Linked DNA regions of Gossypium hirsutum: region 1 is linked to region 2. The links are chromatin contacts, called in public Hi-C maps. All regions are on one chromosome and are shown on one strand. The core of a region is the stretch at or near the end of the contact, and the rest is flanking DNA. Distances in the headings are between cores, read along the strand shown. Region 1 holds the start of LOC107931249. Region 2 holds the start of LOC107948946 (protein SCO1 homolog 1, mitochondrial).

The links. A called contact is a pair of places that touch in the nucleus more often than the background predicts.
Region 1: a Hi-C map of leaf shows a contact between it and region 2, with 3 times the contacts expected there. The contact joins the promoter of LOC107931249 here to the promoter of LOC107948946 in region 2. A contact is called at or near these places in 9 of 34 Hi-C or Micro-C datasets (callus, hypocotyl, leaf and 1 more).

What each region holds. Positions count from the first base shown.
Region 1 is chrA04:77,908,596-77,912,375 of Gossypium_hirsutum_v2.1, forward strand. It overlaps LOC107931249, which reads left to right and starts at 1,327. Exons shown (of 5, transcript XM_016863093.2): 1 at 1,327-2,785; 2 at 3,227-3,273; 3 at 3,360-3,423. The coding sequence starts at 2,587. LOC107931248 (chlorophyll synthase, chloroplastic) reads left to right here. Exons shown (of 15, transcript XM_016863082.2): 10 at 1-73; 11 at 163-225; 12 at 355-436; 13 at 531-607; 14 at 704-751; 15 at 1,048-1,300. The coding sequence ends at 1,110.
Region 2 is chrA04:77,596,377-77,599,770 of Gossypium_hirsutum_v2.1, forward strand. LOC107948946 (protein SCO1 homolog 1, mitochondrial) reads left to right here and starts at 1,408. Exons shown (of 7, transcript XM_016883621.2): 1 at 1,408-1,734; 2 at 1,827-2,015; 3 at 2,131-2,221; 4 at 2,609-2,821; 5 at 3,042-3,131; 6 at 3,235-3,367. The coding sequence starts at 1,582. It overlaps LOC121203000, which reads left to right. Exons shown (of 6, transcript XM_041111412.1): 6 at 347-582.

The DNA.
Region 1 (3,780 bases), core at 77-2,576, 310 kb after region 2:
GGCTGGTCAAGCATTGTTTGGGACACTTACGCCAGACATAGTTGTTCTCACACTCTTGTACAGCATAGCTGGGGTAAATTTTTTATATTGTCTCGTTCTTGTTGTTGTTTGAGGTCTGGGATTTGACCTATGACAATCTGTTTTTGCTGTATCACTTTGCAGTTGGGTATCGCCATTGTTAATGACTTTAAAAGTATAGAAGGAGACAAAGCTCTAGGATTGCAGGTATTCTTTTATTATCATTATTATTATTAAGTAAATATTTGGGACACTGATGAGTTCTGCAGACCCCTTGCTTTCTTTGATACTTTGAAGAACGGAGTTAATATTTGTATGCTTGTTATGGTTGAGCAGTCACTTCCTGTAGCCTTTGGTGCTGAAACAGCTAAATGGATTTGTGTTGGTGCTATTGACATAACTCAATTATCTATAGCTGGTATGTACCTGGAATTTATATGAGTAACTGAAAGACTTTGAAATTCAATGCATCTTTCTTTATTAACAGCTCACTACACATGTGGTGATTGCAGGTTATCTTCTAGGGGCTGGTAAGCCGTATTATGCACTCGCCCTAGTTGCTTTAATATTTCCACAAGTTGTATTTCAGGTAGAACTATTTCTCGGTACATTGTAGAAACTACAGTCCCTTTCTTACCTTCATAGAGATTAATGCTCATAAATACCCAATATCTATCCACTGCAGTTCCAGTACTTTCTAAAGGATCCTGTCAAGTATGATGTAAAGTATCAGGTAAATTTTACTCAACTACGTTGCTCACTGACTAGAACAGATTAAGGAATAAGGATTTCTACCATAGTTACGACTGTAGGTAAGGAGAAACACAAACCAACTTCCTCTCATCAGTATTTGTCATTCTTACCGTCTCTCACACACACTAATCTTTATGTCTCAATAATTCTACCATCTTATAGTGTCAGTATCAAGAATACGTTACCTTAAATGAGTTAACATGATAAAGGAGTTGCAATTTAATTATCTCATCTCTTGTTTCATATTTATCATCTAAGTTTGTTGTTGTGTTTCAGGCAAGTGCACAACCATTTCTGGTTCTTGGTTTACTGGTGACTGCTTTAGCAACGAGCCATTGATGAAATATAACTGGTGGAGGACAAGTAAGAGATGAAAGGAAGTTGATGAGCAGAGTAAATTGTGATCGAATGAAGCAGCAGCTAGCTTTTTTGACTCAAAATGTAGTATTTAAATTGTGAGCTTCCACAAATCCAGTGACTGTTCCTTCTTGGTTTTCCAAGTGATAATATAGAATTGTCCAATTCTTAATGCTTCTTTTTTTTTTTCCTCACAACTGCCAATTTTCTCTTATTCCAAACGTACTTTTTTTGCCAATCAATTTTTTGTCTAGGTAAGTTTCTAGAAAAGTGTTTGCAAAAAGCTATGCTATAGTTGCCACTAATGCAATGGAACTTTCTATTCTGATAGTTTTTAGAAGAAAGAAACAATGAAAAAACAATGGAAGAGTAGAGGAAAATATCAATAGAAGAAATCTGCAGTTTATTGCTTTCACAAGCTCTATATTTATAGTACTTGGAATGACTGAAAAATCAATAAAAAATGTAATCTTGGCTACCAAATCTGATTCACTGGAAATCAGCAATAAACCAACTAATTCCTAAAGAATAAGAACAACTAACAATAATTGGCTAAGAATTTATTCAATTAAAAAAAAAAACATGCAATTTAAAATAAACATTTTTCCAACACTCCTCACTTTATGAGCTGCAAGCTCAAATTTTTTGTCTGAGAAGCTCAAATTTGCTAACTAGTAAAGGTTTGGTAAAAATATCAGCCAGTTGTTCCTTCTTGCAATAAATAGAGTTATATGTTCATCTTTTTGCTCCTCTCTCAGGAAGAAAAGCTTAGTGTTGACGTGCTTAGTTTTCCCCTGAAATTCCCCTGAAAGACAGGATTGTGAGAGATTGCTATTGCAGCTTGTTGTCCACGAACACTTTAGTACCTTTGGTCTGCTCCAGATGTAAATCACCCAAATTTTTCCTCAGCCGCAATGTTTGATTTACCATTGCTGTTGCCGCCACGAACTTTGCTTCTGTAGTAGATTGAGGCACAATATTCTGCTTTTTTTGAACACCATGAGAAAATTCTAGAGCCGAGACTAAAACAGTACCCTGACCCCGATCACTATGAGAATACCCAACTAGCTTCATACTTTGACTCTTCTGATACTTAGCTCCATAGTTGATGGCTCGTTTGATGTACAGCACATTGGTGCACCTCACTAGCACAATGCATGAAGACAAAAACACTTACAACATACAATATATCAAGTCTGTAATACACTAAAAACCGAATGAAACTTCTGAAGTATGTTTCTTCCACTTTTTCAGCTTCATCATCTTTTCTTAGTTCCGTTTTTTTGTTCTTGGAGTACTCATCTCTCTACAATCTTCCATCTTGGACTTCTTGAAAATCTCCTTTGCATACTTGGTCTAACAAATGAAAACCTACAGCATGTTTGGTTTAGTGTAATGGCTATGCCATTATAATCCTATTCCGTGGGCCCACACTAAACACTTGTTTGGTTCAATGGAATGCCCTATTACGGGCTTATTCCATTACGCGCCTATGCAAAGAAATTGTCTTATTTCTATTCCGTTTCGTCAGCACCGATTACTGATTCGGTGTTTAAGGAAACGCTCAATACAAAGACGCTCCCCACTTTGCCCTCTCCCCTTCTCCCACTTTCTCACTTGAAAAAAGCAGACGGACAATCCTTCATCGCAGGGCCAGGTAAAACATTTTCTCCCTCTGTTCCTTCCATATTCCTCTCTTCCAAATTTTCAGCCATCTTTTTTCTGCTTTCTTTTTTTTCTCTCAATAGAGTTTTCTTTTCCTCTCTTCCGTTTCTTTTTCTTGATCTGTAAAATTCCATCTATTGCTGGAAAGAGCAAGAGGGTTCTTAGAGGGGGAATTGAAATCTAAATCGAAAACCGAAAATGTTGAGGGTAAACCGAGTGATAAACAGGGCACAAGCTTCGATTTCATTTAGTCAATACCTCCTAAGACATGACCCAAAGATTTCCCCTTCACCTCCTCAACATTTTGCTTCAAAATCATCCATTCGATTCTTCGATATTTACACGGCAATTCCTCCATTTCCCCCTTTTTAACTCTAAAATATTTGATTTTTTAAGTTATAGTTCTTTTTAACTTTTTGTCTTGTGTGTGCAGCTTGCAAGCAAGGAAAAAATGGAGAAAGAACGAGCAAGACTGTAAGTGTAAGCTTTGTTTGTTTATTGAAATTTTGTTACGTTCTCTTTTTTCCATGAAATTTAATATAAATAATTGTTTTAATTTGATTTAGGGCAGTGCTGATGAATTGAATAAAGGATATTTTGATGATATGTCTGAGCTAAAACAACACGGTGGTAAGGTATTAACTGATTTGTTCTTTTTATATAGATATAGGCTATATCATTTGCAAATCTGTTCAAATTAGTTGAATTGCAACTGATTTTTGAGTGAAATTAATGTTACTTTCTGTCAACATTTTAATTGTTAGTTTTTTTTTCTGGGCAAATTGCACTGGTAAATAAGATTCTAATTCCCGGAATTGCAGCCAGGAAGTTTCATGCCGTGGATGTTATATATTCTGATGGTAGAAAATCAAAGCTGTCGATTGTTTTTTATGCTAGCAAGTTGTTAGTTGTTAGTGTTTTTAAATAAAGCAACATGTTAGTGAGTTTTTCACAACCCCTCTGGCAGCTGCTTTATTAGTTTGTGTT
Region 2 (3,394 bases), core at 158-2,657:
AATAGAGGGGCGTAATTTGGCACCTCTAATCCACTGGTTATGGTACTGCTGCATGTATTTCAAAGGTGGTTTATTCTCTTCCAATTGGATAATGTAGGAGAAGTTTTCTTTTTGAATATGCAATGATACATATATATATCCCATTTATAATGAGTGATATTGACAAGCTGGTGGTAGTATTATGTTACATGGAACTCGTTGTGATTTTGGATAGTGGCATTTGCTCGTTTCATTCGGTCTTGATGTTTATATACTTTTCCAGATGTTAAATTGATGAAATAAGAGGTTAAAATGTGTGGCTTGTGATTTAAGGTAAGTTCAAAGTCAAATGAACTCTCTCTTGCAGTGCTGGTTGAAGATGTTTGTTCATCATAGGCAAAAGATGTGAGCATCAATGATCATCTCTCCCTATAAACATTTTTGGTAACCACCATTGACTTCCAAGAGATTTTCAGACAAAATAATTCAATTTTATTGTGTTTCGGGTTTCGACTTGATTCAATTGTATGGGATGATGCAAATTGGGTTCGGAGGCGTGGTTGTAGCTGGGTCTTTAATTAAAATTTTCGTGTTTGGATTGAATTAATGTTTGCAGAATTCGGTTGGATTGATTGGTTGAGTTGGTTTTTTTGGTTTTATTAAAAAAGATAAAAATAAAAATATTAAAAAAAATTGATTTCATGTCAGTAGATTTCACGTTCTATTGATTGGATTGGCCTCATCAATCCACACAATTATATCTCTCAACTACTGGTATTTTTTTGTCAATTAATTATAAAAATGTACGAAATTATCATTCAATTATTAAATTTTATCTTTTTTTATTAATAATTATAGATTTTGAAATTTTCATAAAATAACTTTATACTTTAAAATTTTTATGTTGTGTAAATTTAATCTTGATTTTGAAATAATATTTACATATTGTGTAATTTAAATTTTTTTAATAATCTTATTATTCTTTAAGATTTTTTTACTTAAAAAGTTTTAAAAAAATTTATTAGTGTTGAAAATATAAAAAATAAAATGAAAAACATTCAAAAATTCATGATAATAATTTTCATCTTTTCTTCTTTTTAAAAATAACATTCAAAGTTAAGAATTAAAATTAAAATTACATAATTTATAAATATTGATAGTTAAAATTATTATTATGTTAATTTTTAAAGTGGCCACCGTTGACCAGCTAATAAAAAAAAGATAAAATTAAATAACCTAATACTTATTTTGTAATTTTTTATAATTAATTAACTAAAAATAATTAAATAGTTAGTAATATAATTTACCCTTCTAATAAGAACTATCAATTTATAAAAATATAAATCAAGGTCTGTGGTAGTATTTGATTAACCATTATTATTTTTAAAGCTCTGAAAAAAAATCATAAAAAAACACATGGACATAGGCTGTGGGGCTTGGATTCTACTCCAAATCTTCCCAAAGTAGCCCAATACAGCAGGAAATGTGGAGTTGAGATCTAATTAAAATGATGTCTAATTCCCTTTATTTGCAAAACCCCTGTTCCTTTCGTAGTACAGTAGGGTTTATCGAAACGCAAAAGTTGAAGACTGGAAAGATCCCATGGCTACTGCTATTTGGAGAAACGCATCTCGTTTACGAAGCTTTAATCGGTGTCTTTATGCCCGCAGTCTGAGCCAATTCAGATCCTCCATTCCATCTTCAACCATAACCCCCCACTCTCTTTGCGCTCCATCTCTCCCTTCCTTCCCTCCGGTTCGTTTCCCTCCTCATTTCTTTCTTCTCCTTTTGAAAGTTACCCAGAATATCCTTTCAATCTCTCATCTTTCTTTTTTGGTGGTTCACAGGTTATTCCTGTTGGAGCTGAATTCAAATCCTTGGGAATTTATGGAAGGTTTTTATCTAATTCCACCGCAACTCCTACCGAAAATCAAGAGAAATCGTCTTCGTCATCGAAAACCAATTCTGAAGAGACCCAAAACACTGGAGGTTCGCAGCAGAGCAGTGGTAGTGAAGGCAAGCCTGTTCGCGGCGGGGTACTTCAATTTTTATTCCCCTTTTTGGCTTCTTAATTTGTTCTCTTTCTGAAACTTCCCCTTTTTTTGGATTAAAAAGTTTCGAATCTTGTTTTGATTGGATTGGAATTTGCAGCCTGTTTCATGGTTGAGTTTTCTTTTGCTGCTTGCCACTGGAATCGGTATTATTTTTTACTACGACAATCTAAAGAAAAGACATATTGAAGGTACACTTCTATGGTGAGTTGTAAGTTATGTTAAAAGGTTTTGCATTGCTGGGAAAGAGAGCATCACAATAAACAGTTGAGTCTTTAAAAGTTATAACTTGCGACTTCGGGCATCGTTAATGTCATAGTTCCATGGTTCTACAATATGCAAGATAGTCTTTTAAAAGTTGTAACTTGCAAGTTTGGGCATCACAATGTGTTTTTTAGGCTTTATTTAAGAGTAGCAGTGTTGTCAAAATGAATTGAACTTTGGCAGAAAAGAGTTCTTATGGTTCAGCTAGGCGATGAATGAAATGTCTCCAATTTTCAATTACTAATTACTAGTATCATATCACTTTTTCTTTTTCTGCTCGTATTGGTTGAAGACTTGAAGTTTTACTACTGCAGAAATTAGTAATGCTTCAAAGGCTGTGAAAGAAGGACCATCAGCTGGAAAAGCAGCCATCGGGGGTCCATTTAGTCTTGTAAATCATGACGGTAAACGTGTTACTGAGAAAGACTTTAAGGGGAAGTGGACTTTGGTTTATTTTGGCTTCACTCACTGTCCAGATATCTGCCCAGATGAGCTGCTAAAGCTAGCTGCTGCTATTGACAAAATAAGTAAGTTGCTGATAGTTTCACTTGGCCAGAAAATAAAATTATGAATTGTATGTTTAGTTATTTAAAAACTTGCATATCATCAAAGAAACTAATGTGATTCTTTATTTATAATGAAACTAGAATATGAGACAAGAATTTGTCAGGCTAGAAACAACTCAAGTGATCCATTTGTAGTAACTTCAATTTCTATTTGGTGTCTTCTTTTGTTTTCACTTCTTAGAGGAAAAGGCTGGAATAGACATTGTGCCCGTATTTATCTCTGTTGATCCTGAAAGAGATACTGTTGAGCAAGTACGTGAATATGTGAAAGGTACTTCATAGTATTTTTTTGAAGTATTTTGGTCAATTTGCTTATGCAACTGTAATTTGGTTCATCGAAACTTTTACCTGTAATTATTTTCCCACTTTTGCAGAGTTTCATCCAAAATTAGTAGGTTTAACTGGTACACCGGACGAGATAAAGAAAGTTGCTCGTGCATATCGAGTTTATTATATGAAGACGGCAGAGGAAGATTCAGATTACCTTGTTGATCATTCCATAGTCATGTAAGTACTAGCTTTGTTTGATTTGAC